Regions from separate parts of the Mus musculus genome. Here all the other regions are linked to region 2. Evidence: chromatin contacts called from public Hi-C, HiCAR-type and HiChIP or PLAC-seq data. All regions are on one chromosome and are shown on one strand. The core of a region is the stretch at or near the end of the contact, and the rest is flanking DNA. Distances in the headings are between cores, read along the strand shown. Region 1 has its middle 100 kb from the start of 3110015C05Rik. Region 2 holds the start of Plk2 (polo like kinase 2). Region 3 has its middle 68 kb from the start of Actbl2. Region 4 overlaps 3110015C05Rik (RIKEN cDNA 3110015C05 gene). Region 5 has its middle 37 kb from the start of Actbl2. Region 6 has its middle 110 kb from the start of Actbl2. Region 7 has its middle 91 kb from the start of Actbl2.

Evidence for each region. Hi-C and Micro-C count contacts between places; a contact is called where the count stands out from the background. HiCAR-type assays count read pairs that join an accessible place to other places. HiChIP or PLAC-seq counts read pairs in DNA pulled down with a chosen protein or histone mark.
Region 1: an H3K27ac HiChIP or PLAC-seq map of extraembryonic endoderm stem cells shows a contact between it and region 2, with 12 times the contacts expected there. The contact joins the enhancer-like site here to the promoter of Plk2 in region 2. A contact is called at or near these places in 8 of 39 promoter capture datasets (the 3T3-L1 cell line, 3T3-L1-derived adipocytes, the C10 cell line and 4 more), 1 of 15 datasets of contacts at CTCF or cohesin (the NIH/3T3 cell line), 16 of 484 Hi-C or Micro-C datasets (adipose-derived mesenchymal stem cells, bone marrow-derived macrophages, cerebral cortex and 10 more), 19 of 115 datasets of contacts at active chromatin or transcription factors (the NIH/3T3 cell line, SST interneurons, T-cell acute lymphoblastic leukemia and 15 more) and 3 of 9 other capture datasets (adipose tissue, embryonic stem cells and pancreatic islet).
Region 3: a Hi-C map of cortical neurons shows a contact between it and region 2, with 4 times the contacts expected there. The contact joins the enhancer-like site here to the promoter of Plk2 in region 2. A contact is called at or near these places in 4 of 39 promoter capture datasets (cranial neural crest, embryonic stem cells and liver), 1 of 15 datasets of contacts at CTCF or cohesin (pro-B cells), 7 of 484 Hi-C or Micro-C datasets (bone marrow-derived macrophages, cerebral cortex, cortical neurons and 2 more), 15 of 115 datasets of contacts at active chromatin or transcription factors (a beta-TC-6 cell line, bone marrow-derived macrophages, craniofacial prominence and 10 more) and 1 of 9 other capture datasets (embryonic stem cells).
Region 4: a contact with region 2 is called in an H3K4me3 HiChIP or PLAC-seq map of craniofacial prominence, with 8 times the contacts expected there. The contact joins the enhancer-like site here to the promoter of Plk2 in region 2. A contact is called at or near these places in 4 of 39 promoter capture datasets (the 3T3-L1 cell line, the C10 cell line, the SN4741 cell line and 1 more), 1 of 15 datasets of contacts at CTCF or cohesin (the NIH/3T3 cell line), 21 of 484 Hi-C or Micro-C datasets (the AtT-20 cell line, Th2 cells, bone marrow-derived macrophages and 14 more), 17 of 115 datasets of contacts at active chromatin or transcription factors (astrocytes, bone marrow-derived macrophages, craniofacial prominence and 11 more) and 3 of 9 other capture datasets (embryonic stem cells, liver and pancreatic islet).
Region 5: a HiCAR-type map of astrocytes shows a contact between it and region 2, with 9 times the contacts expected there. The contact joins the enhancer-like site here to the promoter of Plk2 in region 2. A contact is called at or near these places in 8 of 39 promoter capture datasets (the 3T3-L1 cell line, the C10 cell line, the HPC-7 cell line and 5 more), 7 of 484 Hi-C or Micro-C datasets (bone marrow-derived macrophages, cerebral cortex, cortical glia and 4 more), 22 of 115 datasets of contacts at active chromatin or transcription factors (T-cell acute lymphoblastic leukemia, astrocytes, bone marrow-derived macrophages and 16 more) and 3 of 9 other capture datasets (adipose tissue, embryonic stem cells and liver).
Region 6: a contact with region 2 is called in an H3K27ac HiChIP or PLAC-seq map of heart atrium, with 12 times the contacts expected there. The contact joins the enhancer-like site here to the promoter of Plk2 in region 2. A contact is called at or near these places in 4 of 39 promoter capture datasets (the C10 cell line, the HPC-7 cell line and cranial neural crest), 1 of 15 datasets of contacts at CTCF or cohesin (pro-B cells), 2 of 484 Hi-C or Micro-C datasets (bone marrow-derived macrophages and cortical neurons) and 19 of 115 datasets of contacts at active chromatin or transcription factors (SST interneurons, T-cell acute lymphoblastic leukemia, bone marrow-derived macrophages and 13 more).
Region 7: a Hi-C map of CD8 T cells shows a contact between it and region 2, with 3 times the contacts expected there. The contact joins the enhancer-like site here to the promoter of Plk2 in region 2. A contact is called at or near these places in 5 of 39 promoter capture datasets (cranial neural crest, embryonic stem cells, frontonasal cranial neural crest and 1 more), 2 of 15 datasets of contacts at CTCF or cohesin (pro-B cells and stem cell-derived epiblast-like cells), 7 of 484 Hi-C or Micro-C datasets (CD8 T cells, bone marrow-derived macrophages, cerebral cortex and 3 more), 12 of 115 datasets of contacts at active chromatin or transcription factors (bone marrow-derived macrophages, craniofacial prominence, embryonic forebrain and 9 more) and 3 of 9 other capture datasets (adipose tissue, embryonic stem cells and pancreatic islet).

What each region holds. Positions count from the first base shown.
Region 1 is chr13:111,123,963-111,127,427 of GRCm38.p6, reverse strand. No RefSeq gene overlaps it. Among named protein-coding and RNA genes, the nearest start is that of 3110015C05Rik, 100 kb to the left of the region's middle. Within about 2 kb of position 1,322, at least 1 of the 459 cell types and tissues checked has an H3K27ac peak or open chromatin away from gene starts, as enhancers often do. A contact at or near this core is called in extraembryonic endoderm stem cells, where this site is marked.
Region 2 is chr13:110,393,465-110,396,929 of GRCm38.p6, reverse strand. Plk2 (polo like kinase 2) reads right to left here and starts at 1,886. Exons shown (of 14, transcript NM_152804.2): 1 at 1,493-1,886; 2 at 808-915; 3 at 538-654; 4 at 210-339; 5 at 1-23. The coding sequence starts at 1,753.
Region 3 is chr13:111,321,839-111,325,033 of GRCm38.p6, reverse strand. No RefSeq gene overlaps it. Among named protein-coding and RNA genes, the nearest start is that of Actbl2, 68 kb to the right of the region's middle. Within about 2 kb of position 1,568, at least 10 of the 459 cell types and tissues checked have an H3K27ac peak or open chromatin away from gene starts, as enhancers often do. A contact at or near this core is called in cortical neurons, where this site is marked.
Region 4 is chr13:111,209,259-111,212,518 of GRCm38.p6, reverse strand. It overlaps 3110015C05Rik (RIKEN cDNA 3110015C05 gene), which reads left to right. Exons shown (of 3, transcript NR_045908.1): 3 at 695-1,050. Among named protein-coding and RNA genes, the nearest start is that of 3110015C05Rik, 19 kb to the left of the region's middle. Within about 2 kb of position 1,413, at least 35 of the 459 cell types and tissues checked have an H3K27ac peak or open chromatin away from gene starts, as enhancers often do. A contact at or near this core is called in craniofacial prominence, neural progenitor cells and stem cell-derived neural stem cells, where this site is marked.
Region 5 is chr13:111,290,070-111,293,583 of GRCm38.p6, reverse strand. No RefSeq gene overlaps it. Among named protein-coding and RNA genes, the nearest start is that of Actbl2, 37 kb to the right of the region's middle. Within about 2 kb of position 1,598, at least 81 of the 459 cell types and tissues checked have an H3K27ac peak or open chromatin away from gene starts, as enhancers often do. A contact at or near this core is called in astrocytes, cerebral cortex, cortical glia and 8 more, where this site is marked.
Region 6 is chr13:111,367,758-111,371,363 of GRCm38.p6, reverse strand. No RefSeq gene overlaps it. Among named protein-coding and RNA genes, the nearest start is that of Actbl2, 110 kb to the right of the region's middle. Within about 2 kb of position 1,258, at least 3 of the 459 cell types and tissues checked have an H3K27ac peak or open chromatin away from gene starts, as enhancers often do. A contact at or near this core is called in heart atrium, where this site is marked.
Region 7 is chr13:111,344,524-111,347,952 of GRCm38.p6, reverse strand. No RefSeq gene overlaps it. Among named protein-coding and RNA genes, the nearest start is that of Actbl2, 91 kb to the right of the region's middle. Within about 2 kb of position 1,847, at least 53 of the 459 cell types and tissues checked have an H3K27ac peak or open chromatin away from gene starts, as enhancers often do. A contact at or near this core is called in CD8 T cells, where this site is marked.

The sequences.
Region 1 (3,465 bases), core at 73-2,572, 730 kb before region 2:
ACTATATTATAGGAAAGATATGCTAGGAGAGGAAAAGCTATTCCTGGGGAAATTTTTTCCTGAAAAGATAGATCTTATACAGGATGGTTATCTAAGTACATAACGATCCCTTGAGTCTAAGGGGTTGTGGAACCAGTAAAAGCCAGGTAGACATGACATCCCTGGAGCAACATGGTTAGCTAAAGTAGCTGACTAGTGAATATCAGGGCTCAGCAAGACACTCTTACTCAATAAGAGAGGAAGACAAAGATATTAATCTCTGGTGAACACATGCAGCCATTCACATGTGAATACACACACACACACACACACACACACACACACACACACACACACACACACATACACCCTACACACCTTCATCTATACTTTATAGCTTGGCAATTCTAGTTGAAAGCATAACTGATTGTTTTGCTCTCCCACTAAAGTTTTTTCTTTCCCATTGAGAGACTAGGAGTTAGACAGACCAGTAGACAGATAGAAAGAGGGGTCATAGGTAGGTACTAAAGGTCGTGAATTTTCAAAGTGGCTAGCTTTCCCCTCAATCATATGGCTTGGGGCAAAAGCAGGCCCCTTCCTGATGGACTGGCTCAACAATTTTGAGGTCCAATCAGGACATGCCACCCAACACTTGCTGACCAATCAACCATTCTATTTGTCTTCAAACTGACCAACCCTAAATAAAGTAGGGTTGGAAATCTCTTCAGGGGCTTTAAACTTCCCAAGCCTAGAGAACAGACTGGAATTCTTTCACCTTTCTGAATCACCCTAGTACTTTGTGATGGATTCTTTCTCCTTGTGTCTGTGGCATGTGTGTGTTCCCCAATATTTGCCTTTCTTAACTGCCAAGTCTGTCTGGGCTTGGGAGCTTTCTCTGCTGTTAGTGTTGCACTTCAGAGTTTTTCCTGCCTTTTAATTTTTTAACTGACAGAGAAAATGACAGGGAGCCCAACCAAGCCCCTAGACTGACTCAATTCCAGATTGTATCACTATCATACCAGAGAGGAATGGGATTAGGATCCAGAGAGGAAGGCTTTGAGGGAGGCAGGAGAAGAAGAATGTGACAGGTGTCCTCCTACAGACTGGACTCAGTCAGTCTTTTCACCCGCAGGAGAATCAGAGTCCTGGTATAGGTGGGCAGGGAGTCTGAGAAAAGGTGACAAGCAGGGACACAAGGGAGTTTTGTTTCTGAATGTAATTTCTCAAAGTGAGCACCAGACTTATAATACAGAAGCAAAACAAGAAAGCTAGGTGAATACAACAGTCAAGGTACATCGAGATGCATAATGGCTCTTTATACAGAACAAAGAAAATGCATACATAAAAAGATAGCAGGGAGCCATGCAGTGTTTACAGCTGAGATAGGAACAGCCCTATCTAAGATCAGCTAAACACAGGAACCTGGTGAATGCTCTGATGTAAAGCTAGTCTATTGTTAAACCCACCACCAGGGGTCCCTTAGTAAATTCCTAATTATGCCATTCCTCTGGGCCTAGTGAAAAACATGCACCAGGGGAATTCTGCTCTACTAACCCTTTCATGAATAATATACTTCAGTTCCTCCTAAAACCATAATCCACCTTCTTCCTAGGCCATTGTAAATTCCTGTGTATGGGAGTGACTCAGCTATTGTTCTACATATTTACTATGTAGACTAGCCCTGAGATTTCTAGCTCTATTCAAGTAAATTATAATGCCTGATTTCTTTCACTGTCTCTCTTACAATACTAGAGATAATTTTGAATGGTACTGAATAAGTAACATTCTTTCTGAATTCCAAGCCCAGGGTCGGCTGAAGGACTGCCTAGGACATTGGAACACTGGTAGAGGCTAATCTAACTTACGTATATGTCAAAAATCAATCCTTAAAGGCACTTATAATAAAACAATACTGAAAGAAAGCACACAGATCCATACACCCGACTAAAACAGGGACAGGTTTGGAACATTCGTGCTATGGGAATGCCAAAGTTCCAGGAGGCTAAGTTTCCATGAAACTCTTTGCCTTGTCACTGCATCCAAGCTTTTATGCCTGTCACTCAGACTTCACTGGAGTGGTTGTGGCAGTGTCTTTTGAGTTTGGTTCTCTGTAAAGCTGATTTTAGAAACTCAGGTTCCCTTCAATGTATCTTAGAAATTGGGAGAGAGAGAGAGAGAGAGATCCAGCAAATGTCACTGGTGGTAGAGAAGGTAGCTGGTATGTTTTTTAGATATGCCCTTTCTGCATGCAGTTTGATAATGGCATCACCTATTGGAAGTATAGAAGATGAAAGATTAGGTACATAGCTCAACATGAAAGGGTTATGTGTGTGTGTGTGTGTGTGTGTGTGTGTGTGTGTGTGTGAGAGAGAGAGAGAGAGAGAGAGAGAGAGAGAGACCCTGAAGGCTATATATAATATGTACATACTAAGATACTAATACAAGTTCCTACTACCATGTGTGAGAAAACTGCTTCATTTCTTCATTGTTATACTTCATTTATGCCTCAGTTGATATAAAAGAAGGAATTTTATCATTTTATCATATCAATTAATATTGGTAACTGTTGTAGTCTATTGACTACCACTGTATTATCATATGCTATGTTTCATAAGTTTGCTACCTCACAAAGAATAGACAAGTTGGTCCTTTCTTATTTTATGAATTAGGAACCGGAAGACCAGCACGTCAAGCAAGTTGCCAAACTTCTTTATGTAATATAATAACTCATGGGTTAAGATGGTTTTAGCCCGTCTGCCTGAAACTAACATTTGTGTTTCTGATCCTTGCTTTCTAGTTTGGGCATGAATCAGGGCCATTTTCTGGTTGGGAGAGGTAGCTAAATGTTAAGATAGGATATCAGTGGAACTTTGGAAGAATTATTTCTGACACCCACCTTTAAATAATGTCTTCCTTGCCTGTGTGAGGAATACATGCCACAAATGGAGGCTTAGTTTCATTGAACTTGGAAGTCTTCCTTTGTACTCTAGAATGTCTCACAGAATCTCTTACACAAATCTTTTCTATGTTTCTATGGTGATTTGCATGGCCCATTAAGTCTCTTCTTTGTTGCCTATAAATTTTTTAAAATATTTTTATTAGGTATTTTCCTCATTTACATTTCCAATGCTATCCCAAAAGTCCCCCATACCCCCCCACCCCAACTCCCCTACCCACCCACTCCCACTCTTTGGCCCTGGCATTCCCCTGTACTGGGGCATATAAAGTTTGCAAGTCCAATGGGCCTCTCTTTCCAGTGATGGCCGACTAGGCCATCTTTTGATACATATGCAGCTAGAGTCAAGAGCTCCGGGGTACTGGTTAGTTCATATTGTTGTTCCACCTATAGGGTTGCAGATCCCTTTAGCTCCTTGGGTACTTTCTCTAGCTCCTCCATAGGGGGCCCTGTGATCCATCCAATAGCTGACTGTGAGCAGCCTTCCAGGTGTACTTTTTTTTTTTTTTTTAATAAAAATAAACTACAGT
Region 2 (3,465 bases), core at 637-3,136:
GGCTTCATTAATAAAAAAGTTCCCTAGAAGATAAACAAAAGGAAACATGAACTCCCTTGGAAAGGTTCACACTTGGAGATCAGCACCCTCCAGTGAAGGCACCCATTCAAAAAGCTAGATTCACAACACTGGAAAACCTCCCACTCTCTAGCCCCCACCCCCCCACCCCCACCCCACCCCCACCCCCGTCGCTGCAGGAGAAGCCTTACCTAGCTTGAGATCCCTGTGCAAGATTTCTTGTTCGTGAAGATACTTGAGTCCTGACACAATCTGCCTGAGGTAGTATCGGACTTCTGGCTCTGTCAACACCTTTCTTGCTTTCAAGATGTGAGCCATGGACTAGGAAGAGAAGGGGAGAGAGGAGAATTTGTCAAATAAAGTTACCTAGATCGGGCATCCCTTTGCTGGACTGACGACGCAGTCTCATATGGTGGGAGACTAATTAACTGTCACGGCTAAAACCGCTGATAAAATGTAATCCAAACACCACTCCGGCTTCCTGTCGGCAAGCTCGCTGACCCAGGAGTCAACACTTACCCTTCTACTGCAGTATTCCAAGAGAATGTAAATGTTTTCTTTGTCTTCAAAGTAGTGGTAAAACTGCACGACATGCTTATGGTGCAGTAGTCTGTGAAGCTCGATTTCTTTGTCGATCTAAGGAAAAATAAAAAAAGCAAGAGAAGGCTTATTAGTCTCTCGTCGTGTCTGGAAAGGCAGTGCTTACACATGCAGAAGACATTTTTTTTCTAACAGGGTAGGGCCATCCCTGCACACAAAGAAAATACTTTAGTCGACAGTCATACCCACCTTTTCCCTCTGATGAGGTTTAGCTACTCTGCTGTGAGGAATAATTTTTGCAGCGTAGACTTTGTTGTTTGTCAGATCTGTCATTTCGTAACACTTTGCAAATCCACCCTGCGAGGAAACAAAGCCGAGATGGAATTGAGCAGGACAGAAAAAAGGAAAAAAAAAAAAAATGAAGGGCCAACGTTTAAAATAAATGAATACGTAAATGGGAACGGGAAGCAAAATTTGAGGAACAGAGGGTGGGCAGAGCAGTACAATCTGCTTTGTATAATGGTTTTTCAGGAAGGGCAGCACATTCCTAGAAACCAGTCCAGTTTTCTCGTTTCCCCTTTACAAAGAACTCTATGGAGAAGGGAGTGGAAGGGGGAAAGGGAGGAAAATGCCCTCTGAAGAAATTTGACAGGCTAGCTCCCTGGGGATCAGATAGTGAGAGCCCAAGGCCAAGGTAGAATGCCTTCAGTCCTCCTTCTTAGACTCGGGAGAAAAACAGGCTAAGGATGCAAATCCGAACCCCAGCGCTGTCGGCGCACAGAAGCCCAGGAGGGCAGGAGAGGAACCCACGTCGATCGTTCGGGGAACCAGACAGCTGAAGGAGCGAGAAGTGCGGGCGCTGGGTCCCTGCTCGCTCAGCTTGCCCGGGCAGCCCGCCCTCCCGCCCGGCAGCCTGACGTCCGCCGCTCCTCACCTTGCCCAGCACTTTGCCCCGGCAGTAGCGCTTCCCCGTCGTGGGGTCGACTATAATCCGCGAGATCTCGGGTCCCGAGTGGGAATGGTGGTGATGGTGGTGCGGGGCCGCCGGGGTCACCTGGGCTTGGGGCTGCCCATCTTCAGAAGGCTGCTGCGGTCGCTTCTTCTTTGAGTCCCCGCCGCAAGCTTTGCCCAGAGCCTGCTCGCACATCTTGGTGCCGGCGGCCGGCTGGTAGGTGATAGTCCGCAGGAGCTCCATCGTTGCCTCGCCACCCGACACTGCCTACTTGCCACCTCCGAGGCGCGGACAAGCGTCCGGGCTAGCCCTGTCCCTCGAGCACCAGTCTCTCTCCCTACTCTCTAGTCTGACGTCCTGCTTCGCTTGTGCGAGCAAGAGCGAGCAGCGAAGCTTTAAATACGCGCCGGCTGGCTGGGGCGGGGCCTCGTGACGTCACGGCGAGCGCTCCACCCACCGGCCCCGGAGTCCGCGCTGTGGATAGGTGCGGGGTGGCCGCCTGGATGTCGTGGGCTTCGACCTGGCCTGAAGGCGGCGGTACGCCAAGTGCCCCCAGTTCGTCGCGTGCCCTGACTTTGGACGTGGGAAACAGAAACCCAAGGGCGGACGCCCTGTCTGGGTCCTGGAGGAGCGGGGATGCGGGGTAGCAGCCCGGGGGAGCCGCAGGGTTGGCACCGCCCTCCTGACTGTGTGCAGCCCCACACCCTGTCATCCAGCGAGCCCCGCGGGGTGGCACCCGGAGACCCGGAGCGCTTGGGGACCTCCGCCGCCACCGCAGGCGGGAGGCTCAGTGGCCGGCCTTGCGGAACCGGGCACCAGGCAGAGCCAGAGCAGCTAGGGAACCAGGCACAATCCGGGTCGCAGATCCGGGTGACCTGCTGTGGCGTGGGAGTATCTGAGCTCCCTGCAGCCTCTTCCCATCGCCTGATAAGTGACCCCTGTCAGAGGCCAGGCTCTTAACCTTGGAGTGGAGCGAGGGCTTGACGACTGGAGAAGGTTTGGTACGCAACAAGTCTAAGCAAGATCGCCATCCTGTGGATTTTTTCAGAAAAACGATTAACGGTCTAAGTGGGCCGAGGTTCCTTAGCAACAATATGGGCTGGCTTCCACAGTAACGCTAAAAGTGTTCTGTTGCCAATTATAATTCTACAATTGAAGTCATCTATAACTTTTTGTTCCAACTAGGTGATTCAGATTGCGTGGATCTAATGTCACTAAGCAATGTCACCGCCCTGGTACACAGAGTCAATCTAAGGTCCCACAGTGGGGTATAGTGGAGAATAAAGGCGGCTGTTCAGTTTTTACAGATTTTACTGTTCAGTTGTACCATCTCAGAGACTTTCCTTCTTCCTTGTTCCAGCGCGTATGGTTCCGTATTAACCGCTGGTAGCTATTTTGAAATGCTGTATACATTTTTTTTGGGGGGGGGGGCAGGGTTTCTCTTTTCTCTGTGTAGCCCTGGCTGTCCTGGAATTCACTCTGTAGACCAGGTTGGCCTTGAACTCAGAAATCCGCCTGCCTCTGCCTCCCAAGTGCTGGGACTAAAGGTGTGCGCCACTACTGCCCGGCCCTGTCTATATCATCTTAATACAATCCTGAATGAAAAAGTCTGCCATATTAGGGGAGGGAAAATCATTTTCCTTCTACCCTTTCAAATTATCACTGTGGTTCCTCGGGCTGGGCAGATAAACTGCAGAACCACAAGTTTCTCCATTCACAACAAAAAGAGTACCCTCCAAAGTGGCTTAGAATTGAGGTTTGAATGCTATCAGAAGCCAAAACAAGAGTGTGGGAAAAGACAGGAAACAAAAGGCAGTCGGGAACAAGGGAGTAAATAGGGAAGAGTTTATGTTTTTCACTGATAAGTTTGTTACTTAGAATCGTTCTTTTTGTCTGGTTCTGGAGACTTAGAACTTGAGACTTCTTTTAATAAATGTGATTTTTTTTCTTTTTCC
Region 3 (3,195 bases), core at 319-2,818, 930 kb before region 2:
TTCCACCAGCTATGATCTCCAAAGACTCGACACAAACAGAAGGTAGCATCCCATTTACTTGGCAGGTATGGTAGTCTGAATAAAAATGGCTCTCATAGGCTCATAGGGGAGAGGCACTATTTGAAAGGGTTAGGACATGTGGCCTTGGGGGTGGGCTCTGTAGTTTCAGATACTCAAGCCAGGCCCAGTATCACTCTTTCTTCCCACTGCCCAAGGATTTGAATATAGAACTCTAAGTTTCTTCATCACCATGTCTGCCTGCGTGCTGCCGTGCTTCCTGCCACGATGACAATGAACTAAACCTCTGAACTTTAAGCCAGTCCCAATTAACTGTTTCCTTATAAGAGTTGTCATGGTCCTGGTGTCTCTTCACAGCAATAGAAACCCTAATTTTGACTGAGACAGGAGGGGTAGAGTTTTTATGGAGGTGGCTTTGAAGGATATACCTATAAGGACCTAATTGAAATGAAGAAGGTGATAACTTGAAGAGCCAGAGATGACTCCATTAAGGCAGCTGATGAAGTTCCATAGGGAAGTGCCATTTGTTAGATCCTTGTGGGATAAAGACATGGTAAACTAACAACAGTAACAGCAACAAAGACCCGAATTTGAATGTCCTAAGCGTCATAAGCTCTTAATGTATTCTCTTGTAGACCCTGAAAGACTTCCAGGGAGCATACATCACTTTTGCCTGAATTTTAAAAGGGGCAGAAGCAGAGGCAAACGTGACCTGGCCAGTATCACACACACATGTATTTATATTCCCTTGCTCTGGCTCAAGCCTGTGTTGCTTCCAAGGAGGGATGATAATGAGCAGAAACTCTCTGAGCAGTCGTGGAGAAAATACAAGGGTTTCTGTGGCATTAGTGTAAGATATGTGGGGCTGTGAAATGGGAGAAGAGCCAAGGCGTTGGGCAGGATTGTATAGCATCATAGTATATATGCTTAGGGTGTGTGAGTCCCAGCATGAGAAAGAGGAAGAAGAGGGAGTAGGAGGGGGAGAAGAATGGTGGGGGAGGGCAGGAAGAACCTTGAATTTAATCCTATGAGATCTTTTAATTTCTCTCCCCCCCTCCACAACTACATTGTGAGTTTTTGCCCAGGGAGTAAAATGGCTCAGTGAGTAAGAACACTTGAGGTGAAGCCTGGTGACCAGGATTTTGTCCCCAGAGAGAACTGACTCTTGACAGTTGTTCTCTGAGCTCCACATGGGTGCTGTGACAAGCCCTCTCCTCCCTGCAGTGAACAAATGAAAAAAAAAAAAAGAAAAATATGTGTTTTTGAAGGTTAGCATACAAGATAATGTGTTTTATTATGACATTTTCATGCATATTCATCATTAAATACTATTCTAATTCACCCATGATTTAGGTATAAAATGAAAGCTCTAGTGTCCTTGTCATAATGTTTATTGATAATTATACTACAGGTTTGGTATCTCTGGGGAGAGTATTTACAGAAACTCGCCAGTGATCACTTTATAACGGCCTCTCTATTGCTAGGAATCAGACGTACTTAGATGAGAGAGCTCCAACTGATAGGGTAAACAGCTTTTCAGTGCGATGGCTCCGGATCTAATGAGCAATTATGGAGGAGAGATACCATCCAGCAGCAGGCTCTGCCAGCTCCAGACACTGCTGAGAGCTAAGCTAATAGGGAGAATGGAATATTACCTAAGCACAGGGCTGAGGACGAGGGCTCAGCGTTGGGTCTGGGAGACATTGACTACTGCATAGTGGGAGACGGCAGGCAGGGCCTTTGTTTTCTTCTCTCTGCAGTAGGTGGTTTGGTAACAGCATGGGTTTCATCCAAATGTGGTAGACTTCAGTTGTTGTGGGCTTTTCATCCCCTTTATAGGGAAAGAGACAATGTTCTAGCATTAAGCTGCCTATGTCTACATCTGTTCCTATATCTGTACTCACAGACTAGCGCAACTCTCAGATCACATGCGTTTCTTCATGCAGTGGACAGAGGTGAACAGAATCTTATCACTGGTCAACATGCATAGAAAAGTGTCTGTGTGGCGATACATATGGGGAATCTCTATTACCATTGAAACACTGAGGAGGAGGGCTTGGGAAGATGGTGAGAGTCAGAGGTCAGGCAGGACCGGAGTGAACCGGTATCTCCTGAGCATGACAGGACCTTTGTACTCATGAACTTACAGCAGCTATGGCTCCCTGCAGAAGACCAAGCCAGTCAACATTTCAGTATGGACTAGAGAAGGACTCATGAGCCCTGTTCCCTAGTTGAGAGACTGTGACAGTTGGTGACATCTCAGGGAAGGAGTCAGTTGGTTTTTTTTTTTTTTTTTTTTTTTTTTTTTGTGGAGTAAAAGCCCTGGTAAGTGGACCACCCTTCAGAGATCACACATCCAAAGACACAAACTGGACTTAGTGGGTTACTACAAACCAAAAGGAGAACATAATATTGAGGAGGGGTGGGAGTGGGGGTAAATATGGCAGGAGCTAGGGAAGGAGTATAATCAAAATACATTGTATGCATATGAAATTCTCAATGAGAGTTTTATTGAAAAATCATACCTGTGTGTGCTTGTGTGTGTGATATGCATATGAGTGTATGGTGTGTGTATATGTGTGCTTATGAGCATGTGATGTGTGTATGTGTGTGTGTGCTTGCCTGTGTGATGTGCATATGAGCATGTGAAGTGTGTATGTGTGTGTGTGCTTGCTTGTGTGATGTGCACATGAGCATGTGAAGTGTGTATGTGTGTGTGTGTGCTTGCCTGTGTGATGTGCAGATGAGCATGTGGTGTGTATATGTGTGTGTGTGCTTGCTTGTGTGATGTGCAGATGAGCATGTGGTGTGTGTATGTGTGTGTGTGCTTGCTTGTGTGATGTGCACATGAGCGTGTGGTGTGTGTGTGTGTGCTTGCTTGTGTGATGTGCAGATGAGCATGTAGTGTGTGTATGTGTGTGTGTGCTTGCTTGTGTGATGTGCACATGAGCGTGTGGTGTGTGTATGTGTGTGTATGTGTGTGCTTGCTTGTGTGATGTGCAGATGAGCATGTAGTGTGTGTATGTGTGTGTGTGCTTGCTTGTGTGATGTGCACATGAGCGTGTGGTGTGTGTATGTGTGTGTATGTGTGTGCTTGCTTGTGTGATGTGCAGATGAGCGTGTGGTGTGTGTATGTATGTGTGTGTGTGCTTGCTTGTGTGATGTGCACATGAGCAT
Region 4 (3,260 bases), core at 164-2,663, 820 kb before region 2:
ATACTCATATCTCACAGCATCGATGTTAGATCCAGTGTCAGGAATCCTGTGGTTGTTTCTTACTGGTTGACCAAATGTTAGTCAACATTCTCAGTTCACAAAACCTTCTCGGTGCTGGGTCTTTGAAATCCATCCATTCTTGACAAGCTTCCTTCTATGCTGTGAATAGACACACGGCCTTGGCCATCCATTGATTAGTTCAGTTTCCTAGGCACAATTCTTATGGCAGGAGTAAGCTTGTCTGGGGAGTGGAGCAGTCAATATATTTTTTCGTTTAGGACTGTGGTAAATGAAAAGAGATCTCTCTTAGCTGCTCTCAATTCTGGATCCATCTTGTGCTAGCGGGGAGTCATAGCCAAGGGGCAAGGTGGGTGTAATTGATGGGGAATTTCTAGGAGGAAATACTGGGACTTGGGGGGGGGTGTCTCTGGCTAAATCAGCTTATGCTTTTTGTCAAAGGCATGCCAGGGTAATAAGATACTAATGGTGGAAGACCAAGGGGTGATGGGAAATGGACTTTGTAGATTCTTCCTGACTAAGCAGGGTTCTTATAAAAATTAGACTTCTCAGAACATGCTGAAAGATGGCACCTGGTCATTACGGAGTCTTAGAGGGAGAGTACTTTGTCAAGTTTTGGAACATTTCTTTGTCTTAAGTCAGTTTTAATGACTTTTCCCTTTCTCATCCTCGTCAGTGCGTTTCTATGCAGTCTGACCTCGAAGGCAATCCACGGGGGAAGCTCTGATTGACTCAGCGCTCATGAAATAAGATGATGAAAACCAACCTTCCTCCTTCTCTCCTGTCTCTGGGCGACCTTTCATGGTGGATGCTGGGAACGTAAAGTTAAGAAGAAATCCATGGAAAGCAAGACTCCTAAGTCTAGACAGCCACCAAGGCTCAAGGCGTCAGGCAGACACAGGAGCAAGAATAGCAGCGGAGGCTAAGCTGTATTTTCCCTTGTTTGGAAAGGGCAAGGAAGGCTTGGGAGTATCTTTGGACAAAGAGATCAGTTCTTTTCTTATTTGAGAGAAGTAAAAGATATGGTATTTCTCCTTCTGTTGTTTCCAGAGATTTCTTCAAGGGTGGCACAAGAAGCTGCACATAAGGAGAGCAGCAACAATTTGTCTAGACAAAGGGGTGGTTTTTCCTTCCTCCACACAGTGCAGCCCAGGGAGCTGTCTCTGGCTAAGTCTCCAGCAGGCTTGTCACTCCAGCTTCCTGAGAACTAGACAGCTCCTCCTCTGGGCCCTGCCTTTGTACTAGGAAATAAAAAAAGTTCCAGGTCTGCACTCCAAACCCACCCTGCTTGGGGAATCCCACAGGTTCCTTTCTGTTCTCTCCCTGCAACTCTCCAGAGGCCATACATCATCGTGGTAACCCACCTTCAAAATGGGCTTTTGTCATTTTCCGTGCTGGGATGGGAGCCAGCCATTGCCGCAAAACCTCTGAGCTTGAAGGAGCTGAACCAGCTGGGGAAGTTCCTGGAGCGTTTGAAAGTGATATATCCTATTTCACAGAAACCGAAGACAATGGTTTGATGTTTTAAAATGTAAGCTCTACCATTTCTGGTTTTAATTTAATGGAAAGGGGATTTCCCTGTGAGGGATTTTGTTGGGAAGGGAGGGAGGAAGACAGGGCCCCCTCCTCGAAAGCCCATTACTGCTCTGTTTCCAGTTCCTCCAGCATTCACAGAGCTCCGGCTTGCCTGTGTTTTTGTTCAAGGTCTCAGCATCTGTGGTAAGGGAGGAAGGCAGCCTGGTTGAAGAAGAAAGGCACACTGCAGACTTGAATAAGGCTCGCAGCCACAGCAGCAAGAAAGAGACATCCAGGTCTCACCTAGATCTCATCTGTACATTTAATTCATTCATTCATCTTTGGTGCTTTTGAGACAGGGTCTTGCTTTGTGGTCCAAGCTAGCCTTAAACTCATGAGCCTCCTACCTGAGCTCCTATGTTCTGGAACAGCAGGCCTAGTCTACTATGTTCATCTCACTCACATGTTCACTTGGGTAAATCCAGGCACAGAACATTTTCATTTGTTCTATGTCCCATGAAGTTCAACTCACCATCGCTGGGTATATTGAACAAACCTGTACTCTCAGCATTCAGGAGCCTGATGCAAGAGAACTTGTAGTTTTATAACAGGCTGGACTACACAGGGGAAAAAGAAAAGAGCCACTAACTAGATCCTCCCCCCCCCCCCCATGTCTTCTCAGGAAGCACTGGTGTTGTTTCCACTTCCTACTTTCCTTAACTCATAAAAAGTCTCATAAGTTGGACAAATCGGTATGACTTCACTTCCATTATGCATTAGTATTGAACTGCAACAGAAGCTTGGGCTCATTTAGAGCCCACTGTAGGCCATTTATTATGCCCTCTCTACTCTTTCCCTAACAAGCTCAGTAGTTTGTCTATAACATGTCAGCGGGCTGTGTCCAGCACAATTCACAGAAAACCATATATGCAGAGCTTGTGGAGAGGTGTTCTTCCATAAGAGGTCTACACGTGTATATCAAGACAAAAAAGCAAATGTCAATTAGAAACTTTGAAAACAAAACCAAGGCAAGTGTGGTATTGCAGTCTCAGCTATTCATATAAGTTGTTTGTAAGTTCAAGACCAGCCTTGGGCAAATGTAGATGAGTAGTGAGTGGTGGACCTAGGGTAGCAAAGTCTTACAGCTTTGGATTTGCTTTGGGTCCCCTTTCTGCCTTTTTTCTTTTTCTATTCTCTTTACTTCTTTCTTTCTTTCTTTCTTTCTTTCTTTCTTTCTTTCTTTCTTTCTTTCTTTTCTTCCTTTCTTTCTTCCTTCCTTCCTTCCTTCCTTCCTTCCTTCCTTCCTTCCTTCCTTCCTTCCTTCCTTCCTTCCTCCCTCCCTCCCTCCTTCCCTCTTTCCCTCTCCTTCCTTTCTTTCTTTCTTTCTTTCTTTCTTTCTTTCTTTCTTTCTTTCTTTCTTTCTTTCTTTTCTTCCTTCCTTCTCCCTTCCTTCCTTTTCCTTTCCTCCCTCCCTTCCTCCCTCCTTCCCTTTTTCCCTCTTTTCTTCCTTCCTTCCTTCCTTCCTTCCTTTCTTTCTTTCTTTCTTTCTTTCTTTCTTTCTTTCTTTCTTTCTTTCTTTCTTTCCTTCCTTCCTTCCTTCCTTCCTTCTCCCTTCCTTCCTTTTCACTTCCTCCCTCCCTCCCTCCCTCCTTCCCTCTCTCTCTCTCTTTCTTTCTCTTTTTTTTTTTTTTTTACTTTACCAAAGCTATTCGCTGACTTTCAGAAAG
Region 5 (3,514 bases), core at 349-2,848, 900 kb before region 2:
GCCATCTTTCAGAACTGGTTCTCCCCTGATTCTCCCTCTGATAAGCCCCCAGTCTAGTCAGTGAGAACCTAACTCGCTGTTATCACTATGTGATGGACCTGAAATGACTCCCTCTGCTACTTCTGTTTAGTTTGCTCTACAGTCTCATGTCATGGAACCTCTGGTACAAATACAACCTCATCAAAGGTGTACTGTTGTGTTGGGTAGGGAGAGGCACTATGTCAGGGCAGACACAGAGCCTAGGTTTTGCCAGTTCTTTCTTCCTCAACAGAGGTTTCTTCTTTCTTTCTTTTTAAAGTGTGTGTGTGTGTGTGTGTGTGTGTGTGTGTGTACATGAATGTGAGTGTGTGCCTATGAAGGCCAGAGAAGATGAGGACACTTGGTTTCGATGGAGCTGGGGTCACAGGCTGTTATAGGCCACTGGAACACCATTCCTCTGTGAGAGCATCAAGCACTCTTAACCAATGAGCCACTTGTCCAGTTCCCATCGCCAGAGGGTTCTTTCTCTCCATGGCAGATATCTGTTCTCTCATGCCTCTTTTGTCTCCTTCACCCCACCACCCTCATGCATTTTGTGCTTTGAGAATGCCCCACCGACATCTCTTTCTTAAATCATTAAACTGCCATCCAGTGGAGCCAAGTGTATTAAAGACAGCTAGACTCCAATAAGATGTGTATAAGATGAAAGTGCCATCTTTCAGCAATCCTGGTGCTATCTCCATTCCTTCTACCTGCTGAAATCAGCTCTTAGGAAGGGATACTAACAGGTGATGTGTGGCCTGTGAAGTGGGATGAGAGGCTGGATCCTCCTCCTCCTCCCCCCCCCCTCCTCTTCCCCCTCCTCCTCCTCCTCTCCCATCCTCCTCCTCTTCCTCCTCATTCTTGTTTTTGGATTTTGGTTTCTCTGTGTAATGAGCCCTGGCTGTCCTGGGCTCACTCTTTAGACCAGGCTGGCCCTAAACTCGCAGAGATCTACTTGCCTCTGCTTCCTGAGTGCTGGGATTAAAGGTGTGCACTGCCATGACCCAGCAGGCTTGGTCTTCTAAAGAAAATGATGCTGTCAGGAGCAAGTGTGCTAGGATACTTCACCAACCTGGAGAGGCCACTGTATACCAGTAGATGCCTATAAACAATGTGGGGACCCGCGGCATGGAGGCTATGTCTGTGTGCCTTATAATGGGTCACATTGTAGAAAGACAGTGCTACAATAGCCATTTATGTCTTGTTTATGCAAATTAGAACTGGCTTCTCCCCCAGGCAGGGAAGCGAATTGCAAGGCATCTCAACAAGCAGAGTTGGAGAGCTTGTTTGCAGCTGATGGGAGATTTTTGTTTCCTTCCTAGCTTTGCACCTCATCCAGTCTTCCAACACTTGGGTTCCTGGAGTCCAGCCAGGATGCCAGTGGAGCTCCTGGATTCGGACAAGGCTCCTTTGTGCGTGTGGCCACATTATCCTTTCAGAAATGAATCAGGAGAGGAAACAGGAAGAACACTTTTTTTTTTTAAACTAACATCAGTGATCGGTGGTGATGGCTTCAGGGTAGGAGCTGGAGCGTGTTGGCTGGAGCACTCAGCCAGGAACAGCTTTCTGCAGAAATGACCTTTGGTGTCTGTTTATCCTAACTGCTGGGGAGAGGGGCCGGGGAATGCTTGCCACACACTGACACGTCTGTCGCTGGGATCTCTGTGTGTGCTCAGTGCTTGCTCCGGCTGGACCAGCTGAAATGACCTGCAGTTTTAATGTCGAAGACTTCACAAAATAACCAAAGTCAATCCCATACACTCTCTAGAGAAACTGCAGAAGCACTACAACACAACAGGAGTGTTAAAGACACACGCAGCGCTGGAAACAGTCGCAAAGTGTTTTTCCTTAGAGGAAACGTCATGGCAGAGATAGTTTAAGTTCTAAACTCAGGCCTGGCTTAAATCTGCTCCATATGAGGAGTGGTAGTGCGTATGCTCTGATCCCGTTTCCTTATCTGTAAGTGTAATGACTGCTTTGAAACCTTCCGGGTTCAGTATTAGGATTAAGTGAGAAATTTATGAGAAGTATCTGGCAGGGAGTTGGTATATAATAAAACTTATTTCTTTTCCATGGTCAGATTGCTGGTTGTCTAACTAATATCCGGGACTTCTTTTGACTCCCGGAACTCTGATTTCATTTGAATGTCAGTGTTCTCAGGAGTGAGATCATTTCCTAATGGCTTTGCTGCTGGAAGTTGTCATGTGATCTAGTTCTAGCAACATTAAGAAGCTGTTGGGAGGGAATTCTGGGAAAGCATTTTAAAAGGAAGTGAAGTCAGAGATTGCAGATTTCCCCATTCCTCAACTATGGACAGAATAGCTGGTGTTGTGGAAACCATCTTGTATCGTAGCACAAGCTTCAGGGTACTAGCGGGATGGAGGGGACAAGAGACAGTAACGGATGTAGGCAAATATAGTTGAAGTATATTGTAGACACGTCATCATGAAACATCGTCAGGACACCCATTATTCTGTGTACTTAATGAATGCTAATAAAATTATGAAGGAAAATGAGGGAACCTTGAGGAAGGAACCTCGCGCTGAGGATCATAGAGAAAGATAGCCATGTGGCTCCTGGTGACACTCTCAAGGCATAGCTGCCCATGACTGCCTCCCTCTCCCATGTAAGAAATGTGTGAGCCAAGTGAACGCCCATATCATGACGACATCTCCTACTTCAGCCTCTGTTGTTAGGCAGTGGAGAGCAATCCCTAGCTTCTCTCTGTAACTGTGGGGTCTTATTTTGATTCCATATTTAGCTTGTGTTAGTCAAGCTAGTTTGTAGACTGAAGTGAAGAGAGCTATGAAGTGATTCTGTGCTACTGCTCCTATCAGAGTTTTTAAAAATTACCTTTTCCTTTACACAATGGACTTGTTTGGGATCTTCTAGCTTCTTTGAGATCCCCATGTCTTCTGAGGATGATGACTTAGGGGTTAGGGGCCCAATTATGCAGTTTTTACAGAATGCATAGTTCTTTTACATCATTGTAAAATTGAAAAAAAAATAGGTCAAACTATCAGTAAGCTGGGGACTATCTATCTATATGTGATCAATATATGCTCACCTGTTTTCATTGTTTTAATTTTTTGAGACAGAGTCTGGCTAAGTATCCCAGGCTGACCTTGAACATGTGATCCTCTTACTTCTGCCTCCTGAGTGCCGGGATTACAGCTGTGCATCATCAGCCCCTGCTATTTGTTTTTTGTTGACACATAGTGTTTGTAAATGTTTGTGAAATCTTTTTTTTTTTTTTTTTTTTTTTTTTTGTTTTTTTTCCATTTTTTATTAGGTATTTAGCTCATTTACATTTCCAATGCTATACCAAAAGTCCCCCTTACCCACCCACCCCCACTCCCCTACCCACCCACTCCCCCCCTTTGGCCCTGGCGTTCCCCTGTACCGGGGCACACAAAGTCTGCGTGTCCAATGGGCCTCTCTTTCCAGTGATGGCCGACTAGGCCATCTTTTGATACATATGCAGCTAGAGTCA
Region 6 (3,606 bases), core at 9-2,508, 980 kb before region 2:
AAGGCAGCCGTGTATGGAAACGTGAGCTCTTTTTTTTTAATATATATACTTTTTATTAGGTATTTTCCTCATTTACATTTCCAATGCTGTCCCAAAAGTCCCCCATACCCTCCCCCCCCCTGACTTCCCTACCCACCCACTCCCACTTCTTGGCCCTGGCATTCCCCTGTACTGGGGCATATAAAGTCTGCACGACCAATGGGCCTCTCTTTCCACTGATGGTCGACTAGGCCATCTTTTGATACATATGCAGCTAGAGACATGAGCTCCGGGGTACTGGTTAGTTCATATTGTTGTTCCACCTATAGGGTTGCAGATCCCTTTAGCTCCTTGGGTACTTTCTCTAGCTCTTCCATTGGGGGCCCTGTGATCCATCCAATAGCTGACTGTGAGCATCCACTTCTGTGTTTGCTAGGCCCCGGCATAGTCTCACAAGACACAGCTATATCTGGGTCCTTTCAGCAAAATCTTGCTAGTATATGCAATGGTGTCAGCGTTTGGAAGCTGAGTATGGGATGAAACCCTGGATATGGCAGGCTCTAGATGGTCCATCCTTTTGACATAGCTCCAAGCTTTGTCTCTGTAACTCCTTCCATGGGTGTTTTGTTCCCAATTCTAATAAGGGGCAAAGTGTCCACACTTTGTTCTTCGTTCTTCTTGAGTTTCAAGCGGGAAACGTGAGCTCTTAACCTCTAAGCTTATAGCTAGTTCCCCTCATGAGGGTTACTATCCAAAATGTCATGATGTATTAGCGCTTCTGATAGTGTACATTATTTATCATCTTTTTCAATCTACTGCACACCAAAGCTAGATACATAGTTTGTTCTCCTGGGACTGATCAAGTAAGCATTGCACCTGAACTGGTAACATTAAACAAACAAACAAGCAACCATACATATGATCTACTAGTAAAGCAATCAAATGTGTCATTTTCAAATCTCTGTAGGAAGTTTTATATCAATTCTCTTTGTCAATCAGTAGTCAGTTGTGTGAAGACCACAGTCTAGGTGGTCCTGTTTAGTGGACTAATTAGCCAAGTATGGTGTTAACTTCAACTGCCAATTTAACACAGCCTGGAGTTATCTGAGAGGACAGCCCCAATTGAGAAATTGCCTAGATAAGTTTGGCCTGTGGCCATGTCTATTGGAGATTATCTTTGTTATTAATTGATGTAAAGGGTCCGGCCTACAGTGGGAGGTGTCATCCCTTGGCAGGGATGAACTACATAAGAATGCTGGCTGGAATATAAACTGGTTTGTGAGCCAGCTGGCAAGCATCACCATCCATTGTTCCTACTACATGGTCAGAGGTATTGCTGCTGCGTAGAGTAGCAATTAGGTCTGCTTTCAACTTCCTGATTGAGTTCCTCCCTTGACTTCGCTCATGATGGTTTGTGATCTGGGAGTGTATGCTGAAATGAACTCTTCTACATTCCTCTTGGTCAGTGTGCTTTATCTTAGCAACAGAGGTGAAAACTACTGGTTTTATTTTTTATTATAACACAAAGAGCCCACAGCTATTTCTAATTTTAAAATGTGTGGCAACTCTTCACTTTCAACATTGGGAAACAATGGCATGCATTATTGATTCTTAATATTAGAAGTTCTGCAATGCATAAGTAATTTGGAGATAATATCGCTTAGGTATGGTTAGGGGAAGGGAAGGAAGGCTTCCAGATTTTCTAAGGCAGCTGACTGTTGGCTTTTTATTTTGCCTTATTTTATTTTTATTTCCATATGCCTAGCTCCAGGGAAAAGTTATCTCTTTTTTTTTTTTTTTTTTTTTTTTTTTGGATGTTTGAACTTCCTGAACACATCTTAGTTAGGATAAATAGGTTTAGTGACTTGAGGCACCCTCAGGGGCTCCATGTTACAGAATTTTAACATATCCTACAGTTTGGAAAACAGACCTATAATAAGAAAATGCCTACTGTTGTCTTGGGACCTCATTTGCAACACGTTCCTCACATGCTTGCAATTTGGGCAGGGTTCATGTGCCAAGGTGTAGGACGAAAGATAACCAGACCCAAAATAAACCAGACTGTAGGACGAGTCCTGAATTTTAATGTGCATTAAAAATGTTACACCATCCTGGGTCTACACTGGAAGGGAGACATAAAAGTAAAGGTGATATTTAAAGGCCTGCTTCACTAGCAGGTGTTGTAGTGCAGTAAAGGCTGACAACACCTGAGCTAGCAGACACTCACTCACCACAGACTCATCTCTAAAGCTCTGGGTTCGAGAGGGAAAGGGCATGCACTCTGAGGATAAATGACCTGGGTTTGATTGGGTTGGGGGTGAAAGAGATACTTGCTCTATCTGTGCCTCTATCTGTGATTTGTTTTTCTTCAAATCTGTACAATAAAGATACCTACATCATAGGGTTGTCTCGAAAGTTATTTGGCAAACAGGGTAGATAGGGAATTGATAGGAATGACTGTATGGCAGATGTTGGGCTAAACTCATGGTTTTCAACCTGTGGGTCGAGATCCTCACAGGGGTTACATATCAGACATTTATATTACGATCCATAAGAGTAGCAAAATGACAGTTATGAAGTAGCAATGAAATATTTTTTACAGCTGGAGGTCACCACAACATGAGGAACTGTATTAAAGGGTTGCAGCCTTAGGAAGGGTGAGAACCACTGGGCTAAACCACTAACCTTTCATTCCCAATCCCCCAAAAGCTTTTCACCAAAGAAGCTACAAAGGAAAGCTAGCATTCTTTTCTTTAAGTTACCCTTGCAGCCTGGATGGGGGTGTGGAGGTGAGAGGTGGGGGAGGTGACCAGCTGAATGACTCTAGGCAAACTACTTAGATAGTTCTAGCCAATTACTACAGTTATAGGCAATGGGATGGAAGAGAAAGTCTACAGGACAGATTTCCAAGATAATTTTGCTCTCTATCAAAGGATCAATTTCAAGTGGTACCCTCCTTTTTTTTTCTTGCTTTGACTATGGGTATGATGTCCAGAACTACTGCAGGCATTTATCAACCATAAGGTGATGAGCAAATTAGAAGCTGAATCTTATCCACAATGGCCCTGGCCTCTTCATGCTGAAGAAACACTGGCAGCACCCATGTATCAGGCTTCTTGCTGGTAAGGCCCCATTTTGGACAGCTGAAAGCATTGCTAGCTGATACATATGATAGATGCTCCCAGGTTATTATAATTCTTTCCACATTAAAAAAATGTTGTTTTGTAGTTATTTCATTAAAACTATATCAGGTTCTGTTGGGGCACTCAAAATTTTCTGGAAACGGGGTGTTTGAGTTTGCACGGCACCATCCCTAGGGAATCCAGATTCACAATGACAGTGAGAAGCATTTGTCATGCATCAACTTAGTGAATTAAGTTTGTTGGACGGTTGTTGAGCCTGTCCTAAGTGCTAGGTGTAGGTATTGGCGATTCAAAGATGGCTAAAATGATCTTGACCTTGAAGAGCTTACATTTGGCAGGCAATTCAGGCACAGGCTGATAGCTCCCAGGGGAGCACACTAGCAGACCAGGCTTGGAGATGAAGAGAGGACTTGGAAGAGGGGATTATCTTAGCCCCGCAGTTTTAATCAAGCAGATTCTTTTGTCCTGCAAGCTGACTCTGGAG
Region 7 (3,429 bases), core at 598-3,097, 950 kb before region 2:
GAGTGGTCCATAGCACAGTGTCTCATACTGCATTGTCTGGAATTTAGCTCACTAGCCTCATCAAACGTCAGAGAGTGCTGGGACAGTGTATTTGTTAGCTGTAGGAACAGCAGTGTTACTTCATAGACTACCTAAAACACTGTGGTCAGCAAACAGTGGGAGTTTGTCATAACCCCTGTAGCTCTGTGGGTTGATGATTGATAGACTGATGGCGGCAGGGACATATGGCTCTGCTCAAGCAGACTAGGCTCCATCTTGGTCGCTAGCTGCTCCCCAAATGTGAGCTAAGCAACTACCTGAAGGAAGTCTTTCTCCAAGGGACAGAAGGATGTGGGTGACCTTCTTAAGGCTGCCATAGCAAAATGCTATAAACACCATGCTTTAGAACAAGAGGAACACATTTTTCCCAAGCAGCAAGTCTAAAATCAAGTGTCAGCAGACCCATGACCCCTCTGAGCAGTCCAGGGGAGAGTCCTTCCGGGACTCTCTGCTAGGCTGCTATCTCCATGCGTCCTTGGCTCTTGCCAGCATTGCTCCTTTACATCTCTCTTCCTCAGCCTTCTCTGTTACCGGCCTTAGACAAGGACACTCTGTCAGACACTGCGTCAAGGACAGCCTTTTACTGCAATTTCTTCTCACTTCTGACATAGTTTTATTTTCAAGACTCCAAGTAATATTACATTTTAAACTGCCAGATGCCACTAAACGGGCAAATTCCTTACATCTATTTGCATCTCATTGGCATCTCATTGGCAAAAGGCAGTCAACAGGGTAAGCTCTAGGCTCAGAGGCAGACAGGCAGATTGCATTTGTTTTGAGAACTGAAAAAACACAGGAGAAAGGGCATAGTTGCAAGACGTCTTTACCCAAATCCTAGTCTACTACAAGAGCGCACTTTGCTGTGACCGAAGGAGAAGCAGAAGAGGAGGTTGGCTGGTGGCTCTACTGGTGGACAATCTCTAGATTGTCATCTGCACCAGTGGGCTTACTGAGAAGTTCCTGTGCCATGGGGTGGTTGTACTGAACCATTAACACATGCTAGCTGCTTAGGAAAGTGTATGTCACACAGTAACCGATGCTGTCACTAACCTCGCAGCTGGCACTCCCTCTCCAGCATCTGCGTCATCCCTGCCTTCTGAGTTTTGTTAACACAAACCACTTTCTTTATTCTTTCCTCATTTGTTTTTTCTTTTGAGATGCTCCCAGGTATCTCAGACTTGCTTGGAACTTGCTGTGTAGTCAAGGACGAGCTCGACTTTTTGCCTCTCCTGCCCTCACCTCCAGAATGGCTGGGGTCACAGTGTTTTGCTGTGCCTGGGGACTGAACTAAGGGTTGTGTGCATGCCAGGCAAGCACTCCACCAGCTGAGCTACTTCCCCAGCCTGACACAAGGAGGTTCTATTCTGTATAATTCACATAGCTTAGAAATGAAGTTCTCCTGGTAAGGAATCCAGTTATTAGGATTTGGAAGGAGTAGGTCTTAATGGCAGAGTAACATAAGACATGTACGATTACTGCAGTAACAGCGGGCAATTAAAAAACCCCACAGCAGTGCAGTGGCCTCCTGGGAGGGAGAATATTTGGTACAGCTCTGGTTAAAGCAGAGGAAGTGAAGTAGGCCACGGCCTTTGTAGAACGGAAGTGATCCAATGCAGTTGTCAAGCAAAATCTAATTAGATAAGGACAGCAATGGTAAAGGACACTGCGTCATCACCCAGCCTGGCTTCTGGGCCCTGAGAGATAAGGCTACTCGGCTGGAGAACAGGTTCCCCACTGCAATCCCACTCTGTTTGGAACATGAGTCGTTCTATGCTAATGACTCCCGTTGCATCAGTTCCCGAAGATGATGTCAGAGAAGGGACTAAAGCATGCGAATTCTTTTTAATAAAAACTGTTTACTTGGTGGAGTCTTAGTGGTTAACTTTTATAGCAAAATAATTTCTCATTCATGATTCACCTTCAACGTCCATGGCAGTCACAGATGACAGCCAGTGTGACATGGTTGGAAGGTTGGTGCTCTCTCTGTCCCCTCCCCCGCACTTTAAAGTGACAGCTTTTGCAGGGGATTCTGGAGACCTGGTGTGTGCAGTCCCCTTAGGCAAATAGTGCTTAGGGTAGGAGATGGAGCAGCACTCTGCCTTCAGGAAATGATAACACTAAATGGATTGTTTCTGTGCCTATTGACTATAGATTATCTTTATTAACTGTAAGAACTCTGGTAGGGAAAAGCCGTAGTTTCTACCAGTTGAATGGTTGTTAGCTCCTGCTGGTTTAATGTCAATATTTCTGTTAGGATGGGTGTGATGAGTCAGATGGGTTCCCCTGAGTGGTTTCTAACAGGCTTCTGTTTGTTTAGCGCATTGACGTGAAGCCACAGCGAACTTCCTGGCCAAGGGAAGATACTTGAAAATGGAGAGGGGCTGCTGGGCTGTGTGTGTGTGTGTGTGGTGGTAGTGGAGGGAGGAGCTGTGTCATTTCCAGCACACACATTGCAGCAGAGCTGAAAGAGACCTCCCTCCCAGGAGATTCTGCCTGTGCATCACATGGAGGATGGAGGAGCAGCCTCCTCCCAGGGACCTCTTGGTCCACGTGATGATCAGACGCTTCTTGGCTCGTTCTCCATCTGTGGTTGTGTATGTGTGTGCACACGCTCCTGTGCATGTGTATGTGTGTGTTTATAGGAGAGACGGGGAGGAGGCTGGGAAGCGAGGAGAAAGAGCAAGGCATCAACAAGACCTCTGTGATCCGCCTCTGTCAACAGCATCCAAATGCAGTCAGTGGACATTCAGACTTCTACCGCAGCACGAGGCAGTCATTTGCATATTGCCTAAATAAAGACACATCCTTCTTCAACTCCCCTTTCTCCTGAGCACGAGTTTATTCAGGGAGCAGGCAGAGTAGAGCAGGTTGATCAGGGGATCATTGGTCTTGTGTAAGACACATAAGATGAAACCACTGGAGCCTGGCAAGGGACTCTCATTCTCTGTTGCCAGTGATTTGTCAGGGTTTCCATTCAATCCAGTTCTGATAAGCAGTATATCAGTATAAAGGAGCTAAAGGAGAAGATGTAAGGGGTCGTCTGCAGTGGATGGTTTCCTTGGCTGGGAATGGGTTGAAGAAGAGGTATCATAACCCAGGCCCTTTAAAACTGTTCCTTCCTGTCTTAAAAAACAAACAAACAAACAAAAATGACAATACTTGTGTTTTCTACAGCTCTCATAGCCTACCTTGAAGTCCATTATGTTAAGAAAGCGAGAATATAAAGACAAAAAGAACCAACAATAATTCCTCTCCTCCTCCACCACCTTCAGTTTTGCTTTTTTGAGACAGGGTTTCTTTGTGTAGCCTTGGCTATCTCAGAAGTTGCTCTGTAGACCAGGCTGTCCTTAAACTGAGAGATACACACACCTCTGTCTCCTGAGTGCGGGG